Linked DNA regions of Sus scrofa: region 1 is linked to region 2. The links are chromatin contacts, called in public HiChIP or PLAC-seq maps. All regions are on one chromosome and are shown on one strand. The core of a region is the stretch at or near the end of the contact, and the rest is flanking DNA. Distances in the headings are between cores, read along the strand shown.

The links. HiChIP or PLAC-seq counts read pairs in DNA pulled down with a chosen protein or histone mark.
Region 1: a contact with region 2 is called in an H3K27ac HiChIP or PLAC-seq map of skeletal muscle. The contact joins two enhancer-like sites. A contact is called at or near these places in 1 of 5 promoter capture datasets (liver), 1 of 47 Hi-C or Micro-C datasets (liver) and 1 of 2 datasets of contacts at active chromatin or transcription factors (skeletal muscle).

Annotation. Positions count from the first base shown.
Region 1 is chr18:5,712,323-5,715,023 of Sscrofa11.1, reverse strand. All of the region lies in intron 6 of PRKAG2 (5'-AMP-activated protein kinase subunit gamma-2), which reads right to left. Among named protein-coding and RNA genes, the nearest start is that of RHEB, 66 kb to the left of the region's middle. Within about 2 kb of position 1,438, at least 4 of the 83 cell types and tissues checked have an H3K27ac peak or open chromatin away from gene starts, as enhancers often do. A contact at or near this core is called in skeletal muscle, where this site is marked.
Region 2 is chr18:5,634,287-5,636,986 of Sscrofa11.1, reverse strand. The region is part of intron 3 of PRKAG2 (5'-AMP-activated protein kinase subunit gamma-2); the gene reads right to left. Among named protein-coding and RNA genes, the nearest start is that of RHEB, 140 kb to the left of the region's middle. Within about 2 kb of position 1,371, at least 10 of the 83 cell types and tissues checked have an H3K27ac peak or open chromatin away from gene starts, as enhancers often do. A contact at or near this core is called in skeletal muscle, where this site is marked.

The DNA of each region.
Region 1 (2,701 bases), core at 189-2,688, 78 kb before region 2:
CAGCAGTCTGCAGATGGAAGAAAAGGGATGGTTCATGTTTCAAGGAACGTCGGCACCCCCAGCCCCCAGTACTTGGGCAGTGGGGCCTCGTCCTGGGATTCCTGTCCTGATGAGAAAGACTGGCCCTCGGGCAGCCGTCTGCAAAGCCAGAGAGGCCTCCCCCGACCTTCAGCCGCCCGTCCGTGGGGCCGTCAGGGCGGCCTGCGGGGACTGGGACAGGAGGCTGCTGGAGAAAGAGCGCCACCCACAAGGACTACATCTACAAAGCAGAGAGGCTCGCGCTAAGGCCAGGGGAGGGTACGAGGCTCTCAGGGGACGGTGACGAGCAGGACGCGGGAGTGGCTCCGAGGGGTGTGAAGCTGTCTGGGTCAAGTCTGTGCGCGCGGGAATCCCATGGAGAACTTAGAAGATGGGAGCATGAAGCAGCCGGAGGTGTTCACGGCAAACAAAGCGGAGGAGCTCTGAGCTCCGGGAAGAACACCGAACTCTACCAACAGGAAAGGCCAGCCCCGCAGACCCCGGGGCTCAGGGACACTCGCAGACGCGCCCCCAGGACTGAGACACAGTTACACTGGGGGGCGGGGGGAGGGAAGCCACACAAGGAACAAGCACCAGGAAGAAGAAAGTGTCCAAAGTGACTGGGTGGTGGCAGCATGGCACGGAGTGGCACTTTCAGCAGCTGAGCTGGTGTTTCTGGGGAGCAGGACAAGGCCACAAGGATCAGCGACCAGAGACGGCGGGTTTTACGTCAGATTTTCTGGTCTGCTTTTAAACGACCTGGCATTTAAAACCATCATCTGTGCTTCTGTGGTGAACACTCTGCTGGCGGCTGGCGTGAGCACACACCCGTGTAGCCTGGGGGTGGGAGGAAGGCCACATCGGGTCAGCCTCAGTTCTATCCCCACAGTCCTAACCCCGCCCCGTCGTCTTTTCTGGAATCCTGATGTGCTGTAATAACCTTTGTTCTGGATGCCAGCTGCTTACCACTTGGTCTGAGGAATAATTTAGCTTATTGAGGGATCTTTCTGGATATCAGTTATTTTTCACCGTCTCTCCTGGTTTCAGGTTGTTTGTTACTGTGATGATGCTATCAACAAAATCAGTATTCCAGTCACTGTCCCAAATGCTGATGAGCTCAGAGTGAAAGAACCTTCTGGCGTCCTACTGGTTTCTTAGCTGGGCTCCCGGCAAGCAGAGCCTGGTCTGCATGTGGTTTAAGAAGGCGATCCCAGGTGCCCAAGCGACACGGGTTGGCAGGGGGAGCCAGTACAAGGGTGGTGATGGAGCTGCCCCCAGGTCAGGGGACCGACACTCCGTTCCACTGGCATCTGCCAAGGACAGTCCTCCCTGGGGTGCAAGGCAGAGGTCTTTACCCACCGGCTTGGCCTCCGCTGGGTAAGGAACGGAGGTGTCACCCGCTGCACCACGCAAGGCAGCAGTGACTGGGGTAACAGGTGGCCTGGCCCACAAGAGGCGTCCCACACAACCAGAACCCTTGCGCCAGGCGGACTAGGATTTCATTGACATTCTTTCAAGGTCCACGATGAGCCATTAACTCCCTGAGTTGCCAAAACATACATCACGGATGCCTCTTATCCATTAGGACACAAACAGGGCTGTCAGCTGTGCAGCTGAAACCCAGACTTGCCTTTCCTTGTGTTACCATGTTGGCAGAACAATTCAAAAGCAAACCAAGTGTGTGCTGTTAGAAATGACCACATAGATGGGGGGGAGGAGAGAAACGTCCCCTGCGGAGGAATTCTAACTCAAGCGGCCACCCTGTCCTCCGCTCCCCACCTTCTCCTCAAGGAGACAGTGTGGAAAGGAGGAAGAGGAAGCTGAGAAGCAGACTGCACCGGGTGGCAGAGGTTCCCATCAGCACGTGGAGGTCAGGGTGACAGCACCTGTCCTCTGTGCTCGTCCTTCCCAAGCCCATAACCCAAGTCTGACCCTGAGAAAAAGTCAGACCAGTTCCAGCTGGGGGCACCCCGGAGACCACCGGCCCAGCTCCTTGAAACTGTCCAGGTCCCCAGACCTAAGAACATCTGAAAAACTGCCACAGCCAAAAGGAGCCTAAGGAGACATGACGACTGTGCAGAGCAACCTGAATGGGATCCTCGGGCAGAAAACCGGCATCGGGTAAAACGGGGAAACCTGAACGACGGACTTCAGGCAGGGACTGCGCATCGACACTGGTTCATTATCTGTGACAAGTGACCATCCACGTGTAAGGTGGCAAAGACGGAGGGAACCGGGTGTGGGGTACATGGGACCTCTCTGTACACACCCACGGAAAGAATGATGAGGTTTGCTGCTTCGCGTCTGCAGGAACCTGGAAGTAAGTGTGGGAACAGCTTCGAATAACATTAGACCCCAGAGAGGGAGTTTAACACTGCATTTGGTGGCGGTCTGATACAGGGGGATTTACCAGAACTGTGGACCTGATGTTCTGCGCACGCAGCTGGAAACGGCTCTAGAGCCTTCCGAGCCGACTGCCTGTGAAATGCGGGGCTCTGCCAAGTGCCCGATCAAGGAGGCCGAGGAGCCAGAAACTCCGGAGGCACCATAAGGAAGCGCAAAGCCACAGACTCGGGGAGATTTCGGCGCAGGCGGCCTGGGCACCAGCCCAGCTTACAGTCCCCAAAGGGGCCTGGGGGTCACTCCCTCCGCAGGCCTTTGAGAAACGTCTGAGGGCAGGAAG
Region 2 (2,700 bases), core at 122-2,621:
CGCTGGGCGGGGCTCAGGGCAGCACTGTGGTCCTGACAGGTCACATTATCTTCACGGGGCTCCTGGTAGGACCGAGCAGACAGAAGGGCCCAGGGCCGGTGCAGGAGGCCCTGGGGCTCCCCTAGGGGCGCATGGGGTTTCCAGAGCAAAGGTGCAGGTGCCAGGCCCTCGCCAGGTGGCTGCTGCCCCAGAGTGGCATCTGCAGGAGTGAAAATGCCCACCTCTCCTCCCAGGCTCCTGCCTCTCCCTGGAGCTGCCCTTGGCCCGCCCCGACCACACGGCCCCTCCAGGCCTCGCAGAGGGTTCCCTGCCTCTGCACCCCTTCAGGGCTGCCTTATATTTTCTCTGCATTTGTAAAAACCGTGCTTTGGTTTTGTTTAGAAACCTATAAGCCAAGCACATGAACACTTATGAATAGCTGGCAAGAATGTTAGCAAACCTTTCTCAATAAGCTAATTTGTTGATCAGAACTCTCGAATCTTTTAAAACATATTTTTAATTGTGGTTAAAAAAAAAAAAAAGCCCCACAGACCATCAAATCTACCGTCTTAACTGTTTTGAAGTGTTTGGTTCAGCGGCATTAAACACGCTCAGCTGCTGTGCAACCACCACCACCATCCAGGCCCATAACTTCGTCATCTCCCGAGACTGAGACTCTGTCCCCGTGAAACACTGTCTCCCCTCCCCTGGCGGCCACCTTCCGTCGCTATGAATCTGCCTCCTCTAGTCCTTCGTGTGAGTGGGATGGTGCAGCGTCTGTCCTTTTGTGATGGATTCTGTCACGCAGCATCCTGCCCTCGAGGTTCCTGCAGACTGCAACCTGTGTCAGAAGGTGTAGCACCCCCACCTCCCGCTTTTTGGTGCCACAGCATATGGAGCTCCTGGGGCAAGGGATCCATCTGCGCCGAAGTTGAGGCCTCAGCCACAGACCTAAGCCTTAACCCACTGGGCCGGGCTGGGGACTGAACCTGGGTCCCAGGGATCCCAGGACGCCGCTGATCCCATTGCGCCACAGCGGGAGCTCCAGGATGTGGCCCTTTTTGAGGCTGACTAGTACTCCAGCGTATGCCAGACCACACAGAGTGCTTTTTTAAAAATCCCCCCGCAGCTTCCCTATTGCTTGTTATTGCCCATTTCTTCTGACGGCCCTTCCCTGAGGTGGCAGTGGCCTCCTGGAGCCCCGCAGCCTGGCTTCCGTGAGCCCTGCACGCAGGATGTCAAGGGCCCAGAACGGGGAGCCAGAGGCACTGTAGCATGCTCCCTTCCTAAAGGTTTCCTGCTGTCCCTCTTGGTCAGAATCCATCTGCCTCAGCCCAGGCCAGTGCCTGTCCCCTCTTCTGGGCTCTGGGTGTGCACGGGAGGCAGAGCCACAGTCACAGGACCCGGGACGGGTCATCAGGCTGGCGGCGGGAGGGAGTCCAGGGAGGCGTCAGACAGTCCTTGCATCCTGGGGCCAAGTTTCCGATGTGCTATCTGGGCCGCCCTCCCAAGGGTAATGTGACATTTACATGACACCTGGTGAGGCTGCCATGGTGACATAACTGGAGGAGGGAGGTGGGGGTGTGTCCCCTGGGCATGGAGCCCGCAGCTGGGCACAGTCTGATGACTTGGTGTTGTGTAAATTAAAGCATTGGTCACCTGCTCTTATTACATGTCACAGCTTCACCTGCTCCCTCTGACGTGACCACAGAGTCACGAAGTCTGTCCCCTCTGGAGCTCTCCTGCCTTCCTTTCCCCAAGGAAGCTGTTTGAGAAAAACCCACCAACTGCCTGGGGAGGACAAGGTGATGCCCCAGCGTGAATGACCTGTGAGAGCCCCAGAGAGGGCGACCCTCTCCAGCAGTGTGGGTGATGGGCTGTCCTGGGTGTTCCTTGCACACGTGATCACGGGGAACTCGCTGAGGCCAGCGTGGAGCTGGATGCTGTGCCAGGGGCTTTGAATGCACTGGGAGGAAACAGGGCCCCTGCCCCCCTTTCAGCTCATTCTGCAAACTCTTCAGTGCAAACTCCAGCTCTATGGCCCGTAGGGCTGTTCCTGCATAACCTGAGCCTCGGTTTAGCCATCAGTGGAATGGACAGATGAAACTTGACCTCCTGAACGGGAAAGTTAGGTAGCAGCCTAATTTAGCTCCCAAAGTGAGCTGAAAGCTGGCGGTCTGAGCAGAAGCTGCAGGCTGGGCACTGGCCCAGCCCTCAGGCCAGTGTGCAAGGCAATCTTGGCCTGCCAACCCCCGGAACAGGCCCACGTGGGGGCTTTGGGCCCCTGGAGACAGAAATTGCAGGCATTGCATCTGCCAGACTCAACACAGTATGAACAGTCTGGGGTTCATGGGGTGGGGTGGACCCCGCCCTGTGCACACACTGGGCCAGCTCTTCAGGGGCTGAGGGCGTGGGCTGGATGCCGGCACCAGGGCCCAGGGTAACTGCTAAGTTCCCAGCACGCCCCTGAAAGCCCAGGGCTTGGCCTCAAATCAGGGTGTCTTTCCAGCTCGCCGGGCTGCTGGCAGCTCTGTCAGCCTTCGTGCTCTCTCAGGCCCCAGTTACGGCTGCGTCCCCCTTCTCCCCAGCTTCTTCATCATTCAGAGGGCGACTCTAACAAACCCCTGGCCCAGCAAACTCCAGCCCACCCGGGGCCTCCTCATTGCCACGTGTGGCAACCCGCAATGCTGGAGAGAGAGCAGGGTCCCCCATCGGGCTCTG